Linked DNA regions of Cricetulus griseus: region 1 is linked to region 2. The links are chromatin contacts, called in public Hi-C maps. All regions are on one chromosome and are shown on one strand. The core of a region is the stretch at or near the end of the contact, and the rest is flanking DNA. Distances in the headings are between cores, read along the strand shown. Region 1 has its middle 30 kb from the start of Hhipl2. Region 2 holds the start of LOC100773462.

Region 1 (4,112 bases), core at 188-2,687, 460 kb after region 2:
GTAGGTCAGTAGACAACTCGTAGTCTCTCCACCATGTGGGTTTAAGTTGTCAGGCTTGGCAGCAGGCATCTTTATCTGCTAAACCATCTTGCCAGCCTCTAGAATTATTTTAGAGAAGAAGGAGGAGGAGAAGTAGAAGAAGAAGTACTAACTTACTTCTTAAGAAACAGAACGCTTTTCTGTGAGGCACCATCTTCCAGGCATGGCACAGCAATGGCGTGCCTGAGCTCACAGCTGTTGAGATGACGTGCACAGGACAAGGCCATCAGCGTCTCAGGAGGTAGGAGGGATGCTAGAAGCCCAGCTCCTCCCTGAGGAATCATGGACAGTTAATGGCTGCTGGGGCCCTTTCTTCAGTGGTGTAACCACTGCTGAGTTCCCTGTGCTCTGGTAAATAACTTTCCATCTGCATTTCTACAAGCAGCCCTAATGAAACAATAACAACAAGACATGAAAGTTGAAATGGGACTTGTTGGGAAGAGGGAGGGGGCAAGCAGGAGTGGGAGGGGGACAAGAGAGGGTGGATACAGTCAAAATGCCTTAGATACATGTATAGGAATATCTTAATGAAAGCCCTTATTATGTGTAAAGAACATACGCTAGTAAAAACTATCACCCTACTGCCTATTTAACCTGACACCATTCTCCTCACTTTTCTCCCTGTCAAATCTCTGCCGCAGTGGCCTGCATCAATACCACTGCAGACTTTGGAGTATTTGACGCTCCAAAAATGTCAGAATCTGCCCCACAGCATTTTCCAGAAACTTAGCTCTCAGAATGCTGAGGTGGGTTTCCTTCTGCAACATTTCAAACTGCTATCCAGCCCCTTTTTCTTGAGTCTTTTGCTCAGTTCCCAGGCAAGGAAGCACAAACCATGATCCAGAAAGAGACAGCCTGATCATGTCACAACTGCAAGTTGACAAAACAGGCACAAGCTGGGACCCCAGGCCCATACCAGAACTGACAGAGAAAACATGGGTCTAGGTGACAGAGCCATTCCCTCTGGACCGTCACCACAGAAGACTGACAATGCCAGATCCCAGACTTGTGACTGGGCGCCAGATGGCTCAAAATCACCTGTGAGGCCAGGCCTGCTGCGTGACTTCATTTAATCGTGTGTTTTGCTCATTTGGTATCTGCAGCCAGAGCCTCTGGCAGCGAATGTCCTTTGCCACCAGTTCAAGCAAGAAAATGTACCTGTCGTGGTCATGTTTGCTTCCAGCTGCTGGCTTATTTTAAGAACTAGATCTTTCCTGTTACTCTATTTTCCCAGACTGACAAGAATAACTTGCAGGCCAAGCAGAAATCCTTGTATGTAGTGACCTAGTGCCACCTGCTGGCCAATTGCTTAGCAGCAACCAAGAGGACCGTGGAGGTCCTAGTGCAGAGAAAAACGTTTTCTCTTGGGAATTTTACATGAATTCTCCTCTACTTACTCAGCTGGAACACTTTGCCTGGAAGTCTTGTGATCTTTCTAACTTTGAGGCAAATGAGCTAAAGCCCATGGCACCAACAAGGAATCTGAGCAAGCTTTTTACTTGAGTCTTGCCTCGCCCATTTCTTTGGCAGCTGTGGCTTCTAAATGATGAGCTCATGACAGACAAGCTAATGCTTTCTCCAGGTGTCCCAAGCACAGACGTGGAGAAAGATGGCCCTCCCAAGGGACCTGATGCAACTGTCTTGTCTTATTTTTAACCTTTCAGACCAAGGTTTCTAAACTTGGGGTGCAAGATTATTCTCACAGTGCCATGTCAAGAGGTAGAGAGTGTCTCCACTGTGGCCACTGAGAATAAATAGGCTGCTGGCTGGATGTCTCCCAAAGTCCTTGCTCATTGCCTGCCCAGTGCATGAAGTGTGAGCTACCAGCGCTCATCTTCTAGCAGCATCAGAGCCCCTGTTGCTTGCAGATGTTTAGAGGTGGGGATTTTAGAGGTGGAAGCTGCCTGTCCACCACAAACATTTAATAATACTACTAGACTTTTTGCCCAGGAGATGCCAATAGCACCCCCACTCCCCAACGCCATCATGTTATAACAACCAAAATATCTGCAGATGTTGCCATTGGCTGCCTGATTGAAAACCTTGTGTCTAGAACTCAAGTACACAAGCCTAGTGGTTTGGATGAGAAATGTCCCCCACAGGCTCATGTGTTTAAACACTTGGGCCCAGTAGGTGGCACTGTTTAGGGGGGCTGTGTTGGGCATGGACCCTTGCTGGGGCATGGGAGCCTGTAGTTATCAACCTTTGGGTTTATAGGCAGGTCCTGCTTGGAATTCACTCCCTGATTCTATTTCTCCCCCTACTTCCCTGGGTGGGGAACAAACCACACCACAGGTGTGCCATCATTGCCTTCTCTACCATGAAGGACTAAATGCCCTAAATCGTGAGCCACAATGACCCTCTACTCTCTTAGGTTGCCTCTATCAGGTATTTGGCCATAGCTGGGAGAAAGGTAACTGACACACTGGAGAAGCAAGATGAAAAGGATACCGGGAAAGCAAGGTAAGGAGGAGAGCTGGGAGGAGGAAGGGTAGGAGGAGTGGGGGAGAATGGAAGGAGGAAAGGTGGGAGGAAAGGGGTGGGAAGAGGGGTAAGAGGAGGAAAGGGAAGGAGTGGGGAGGAGGAATGGCAAGAGGAGGGGTGGGAGGAGGAGGGTGGAAGGAGGAGGGGTGGGAGGGAGCAGGAGGAGGAGGCATCCACTACCATTTAACACAAACAAGCTGCCCCAGGAAAGTAACGGTTAAGCCAATGGTCTTCTAAAAGGCACAAATTGTGTGCAAAGAGCTCCGTGGCTCTCTCTTGTTTAACCCATGAGTAGTCTATATTGGCTCTCTAAGGAAACATTTGCTAGACCCAAAGAAACTAAACTTCAAAAACGTCAAGTCACTTGGCCCAGGTGTAGCAGAGCAACCACAGGAAACCAGGATTTCCTGCCCCCAAAAGAGATTTAGCAACATGTCCCAATCCAGGACAGAAAGTTCTAGAACAGTCTCAATTCTCATCCATGCTGCTACAGTCTGCCAGCACAGTCCCAACAATCTGCCTAGATTTAGACCTGCAGATAAAAGGCTTAACTATTCTCCACAAGAAAACCAATCCAATGTTTCCATACCTGGGGAGGGGAGTGTATTTCAGTTCTGGGAGTTTCTGATCATTCATTTACAAGATTAAAAAGAAAAATCTTTATCAGTGGTTTTCAATTTTGCCTCCAAATAAAAAATCATTTCAAGGGCTTTTCAAAAGGAAAGCCTAAACCACACCACAGAATAGCTGAAGGGGAGTCTCAGGGACAGTGACACTCTTTCAGCACCCTCATCTTTCTGAACAGGATTCAAGCCTCTCCTTCCAGCTACAGTGGGGATAGTGGCCCACTCAGCAGGTATGCAGAAGCAGTTTGGGCCATACCACTGGAACTATGAGCCAGGGTTCATAGTCTCTGTCCCTTCACTGTTTGTACAAGTGACCCTCCTCCGGCAGAATGGCTTTGCCTAGCACTTTCGAGAACAGTTGATAATAAAAATAGAAAATTCCATGCCCATTATCTCATGTATGCTTTGCAAGGACCCAAAGGAAATGGTTCCATCACCATCTTCTTCATCTTCCAACCCTCCGCAAAATCTCAGTTAAAGGGGACAGCAGAACACAGGAGACATGAAAGAGATAAGTGGAGCATGATAAGGGTGAAAGATTTACGGGGACAGGAGTTAGGAGTTGAAATGGCAAGGGGTGGATTAGCCAAAAGTATGAGTACATGAAGAAGCCTAATGAAAACCTACTAACTTTAAGATATATAGAAACAGATAGATGATATAGATGTCAGATAGAGAGATAGATGATAGATAGATAGATAGATAGATAGACACATAGATAGATAGATAGATAGATAGATAGATAGATAGATAGATACATAGATAGATACATAGATAGATACATAGATAGATAGATAGATAGATAGATAGATAGATAGATAGATAGATAGATAGGGAACAGAAGTACCTTGTATGAGTGGATAATGCTGTCCCCAGAAGACATGTTATTAAATGAAAGTCTCAGTGCCAGGCAGGCACTACCATGAGCTATTGGTTAAGGAGACCCCAGAGGCACCCACAACA
Region 2 (3,859 bases), core at 1,346-3,845:
ATCCTGAGGTCGGACAGGCCTAGACAGTGTCACTACTACCCTGTCGTCTAAAGGAGATGGAGGCATGAGGAGGCTGAAAACTGGCAATTCAAGAAGAACTCAAGAGTCTGTAAAGAAGGGGAAGAAGGAAAGAAAGAATAAAGTCATGTGGCACAAAAGGCAGTCTCATCCAATCCCTGGGAAAGACCTCTGCATATCTCAGAGCAAAGTCAGCATCCTCCCAGGTGCCCTTGGTCATGATGCCATCAAAGCCTGAAATTCACTTTGATGTATTCAGAGAGGACACATCCTTGAGGGACCCCATGCATTCTGATGCTAAGTCGAAGGTTAAAATTGGAAGTGAGGTTAGAAATGGTAATTGGCATCCTTTCAGGGACCCAATCAAAGTTCAGCCTTCACGGACATAAAGGCACCGAGAACTGGGAACAATGAAGACCTGACAGGGAGGCTCTTAGATTTATTCTGAGCCTCCTCTCCTGGGCAGGAGTCTATTTCACCTGTGATGGATGCATTTGTCCACCCTGGCATGTATTCTGTTTCATTTCTTTGCCCACTGCCAAGGCAAAGAGATAAGCAAGAGCATTGCCAGAGCTCACAGAGATGCACAGAAATGCGTGGCAGCTAAATTTACATGGGGGCAGATGTCAACTTTCTGCTAATGAGGAACGAACGTGTCTTCCTAAGTCAGTCTCCTGGACTAGGAGCTAATCTTGCTTGCTTCCCTTTCTGGCGGCCCCTTTGAAAACCTCAATGCAGTCCTCTTCAAAGCCCTCATGTCTTCTGTGAGCCTCTTCCAAACCAAGCCGCACTAACTGTCCTAAAACCAAGTCCCAAAAGGAGTCAGGTCTGGGAACCCCAACTCGGGCTGCTGACCCATCATGACCCCTTCTTCCTTGGCCCAGCTCACCCTTGACCCCTCCCTGTGCTGTGCCCCTAAGCAAAGAAGGGTTTGGATTTCATCCGGGTGGTACAGACTTTGCATTGACATTGGAGTAGCAACTCTAAAAGATTTTTTCATTCCTATACTGATGTCCCCTCTTGGAGACAGCATGGATTCCATGAAGGCAACTTCACTTGCTCCTTCACCACAGGCAGGCTAATTAGGAAGCTGGGAAGTGGTGCCCACAGGGGTTACCTCTGCCTTCCCCCAAGGGTGCCTGCAATGGGTCACTTCCCTCCTCCTCCTAGGCACAAGGCCACTCTAAACACAGCCATTCTGACTCCTCTACTAGACATGTACACAGCAAAGAAATCAAACCCCAAGCAAGAGCCACTCACCTAAACGAACTTTTAAGATTTGCCTGGAAAAACATTATGGATCATGGGTCTACTCAAGACCGTCACCGTTCTCTGACACCGAGCCAAAGTGTCACCGGCAGAATCCACACAAGCACACACAGGAGCACGTACCCACCCGTGTCGGCATATCCCCACTGACTCAGGTTTCTCTCATCCACCTTTGGATGGGAGCAAAGGCTCCAACCTCCTCCTGCCTTCCTCCCTCCCTCCCTCACCTCCCTGCCTGCCTCCCTTGCGTAGTACTTTATTTATTTGCAGAGCGAGTACTATTCCAGAAGCTTAACTGTGTCCCTGCTAGACCATGGATGCAGTCAAAGTCTTTGCTATTGTGTTACCTGGCAGAGGACGTCCGGGATCAGTAGCCCATTCCCTAGGAGCAGGACCCAAGAACGTGTTCCCAGAGACAGGCTGGTACCAGCACCTCCACACTGAGTGCACGGCTCGCACCCAGGCACGGAGTGCACCGAAATCTGCATCCTTGCAGCAGATAGCTCCAAAGCCATCCAGTCTGGCCCTGGGAAACCTCCCTCAAAAATAGCGCTTCTCCCTTACCCTGTCCCTCGCTAGTCTCCCTTCTCCCACTAAACAGGGACTGGAGCAAAAAACCTCAAGTGGTTAGGGAATGCTCCTTCCTCACTTCTGGGGCACTTAGCATCCCCCTTCCTCGCCACCGCTGGGCATCAGCTAAGCCTTGGGCTTTGAAAACTGCCACAAAGCATCTTAACCGAACCAAAACTCATTTTCCCCCTTCATCCCAGGGCAACCAGACCCAAAAGCCTAAACCTTAGGACCTTCCTTAACTGATGTGGATTTCTCTGTCTCTTACACACACACACACGCGCACACACACACACACACACACACACACACACACGCACACGCACACGCACACGCACGCACACACACAACCCCACGGGACCCTCCAGCCTCGGGCTCTGAGTGGCCGCGATGACTTCCACTTACTTCATCAATAAGCGTAGCCCTCCACCATCTGGCGCCGGCTCCAGCTATGCGCTCGCGCACTGCGCCCCCATTCACTCAGCTTCATTGATCCCCAGCAGCAACACAGAGTTACTTTCTCTTTTGCTACAGCGTAAATGTAAGCTCCGGAGGGGGCGGGGCTACCGCCGAGCGACGTCGCGCTGCACCAATGAGGATCCAGAGCCCGCGGCCCGCTACCTCACAGTGGCCTGTGGCCAATAGACGGCCGAGGGGGCGGAGAGAGAGGCGTGGCCTCGCCGCGGGAAGGAGGCCCGCTCAGACGCGAAGCTGGGTTTGGTGTGTTAGAACGCGGGCGGTGATGTCATTGGCAACCAATCAAAAACTTAAAAGAGCCAGCCCGGGCCCGCGCGGAGCAGCAGCTCTCTATTTACATGTAAACCTAGGCGGCCGCCAGACGCGGTTAACCCTTCCCGGGGCTGAAGTGTCAATGGCTCGCACTGGCCGCTCTGGCTGAAACTGGTTCTCCCGGCGTGGCGGACCCCGGCCTCGCGGGGTCTCCATTCCACTTCGTGACTCGGGGTGGAGGCTCAGGAGTGTCCGGCCAACTTTCCCGAGGCCGGAGGCGACCCGAAGCCGGGTCTCTCCATGGCCGTGACAGCGCAGCGCGGGACGTGAGCGCGCACAGGGCCGGCCTCCCCGCAGCCCGGCTCTGTCCGGCCCGCAGATGTCGCTGCCTCTCCGGCTGCCCTACTGCTCTCCCGCGCGGCGGCTGCGCGCCGTGCTCCTGTTCCCTTACTTCCGTGCCCCGGTCACTCCCCCGCCGTCCCCGGTGTGTTCACAGGAGCCCGACTCGGAACTCGAAGGTGGCAGCCCGGAGAGCTGCGCGGAGGAGGAGGTTTGGCTCTACTCCAGCGGCCACTGGGGGCGCGTGCTGAGCGGCGGCGTGGGCGCCATCCCGCAAGGCTGGGCGTGGCCGGGCTCGCCCAGCGGCCCACCAGCGCCACAGCCCCGGCACCGGCCCTCAACCCAGCCCACCCCGGTCCTGGCCCCTTCCGCTGCCACCTCCCCGATCGCCGTGTCTTGGCACTCGCAGTCCATCCGCCCCGCGGTGCTGGGCCGTCGGCCCTCCGTGGCGCAGAGCCCTCGGAGAGCCAAGGAGCGCCAGCCTGGAACTGCAAGCGCGGGCGGGAAGGAGCCCGAGTTTAGGGTGGTGAACATCCACAATGAGCGGCGCTGGAGGAGCTTGGAGGAGCCGAATCCAGCTTTCTCGGTTCCCCGAACTTTGGCCATCAGAGGGGTCGCTAGTCGCAGCCTGTGTCCGGGGAAGAGAAGTGGGAAGCTGAACAAGCCTGCCAGCGCCTCGCCAGAAAAATATCAGGGAAGCTGCAGAACAGTAACCCTGGAATTCAAAGGAGTGGAAAAGCCTAGATGAACTATGACGACGATGCATCAAAGAATCCTAAAGCAATAGAGCTTTTTATACCTCCCTACCCCCTCCTAGCTCAGAGAGGAAGACCAAATGTCAAGTAATTGAAGTGGAATAAAAACATTATCTGCTCTGTGCAAAGTCCAGCTGTCACTGCTAATGGGAAGTGTTTGAAGGCGTGCTTTAGACCCC

Evidence for each region. A called contact is a pair of places that touch in the nucleus more often than the background predicts.
Region 1: a contact with region 2 is called in a Hi-C map of fibroblasts, with 5 times the contacts expected there. The contact joins the enhancer-like site here to the promoter of LOC100773462 in region 2. A contact is called at or near these places in 2 of 8 Hi-C or Micro-C datasets (the CHO-K1 cell line and fibroblasts).

Annotation. Positions count from the first base shown.
Region 1 is chr5:11,046,339-11,050,450 of CriGri-PICRH-1.0, forward strand. No RefSeq gene overlaps it. Among named protein-coding and RNA genes, the nearest start is that of Hhipl2, 30 kb to the right of the region's middle. Within about 2 kb of position 1,438, at least 2 of the 6 cell types and tissues checked have open chromatin away from gene starts, as enhancers often do. A contact at or near this core is called in the CHO-K1 cell line and fibroblasts, where this site is marked.
Region 2 is chr5:10,589,182-10,593,040 of CriGri-PICRH-1.0, forward strand. LOC100773462 reads left to right here and starts at 2,596. Exons shown (of 1, transcript XM_035445145.1): 1 at 2,596-3,859. The coding sequence starts at 2,966. The coding sequence ends at 3,673. Dusp10 (dual specificity protein phosphatase 10) reads right to left here and starts at 2,420. Exons shown (of 4, transcript XM_027418759.2): 1 at 2,263-2,420; 2 at 1-107. The coding sequence starts at 66.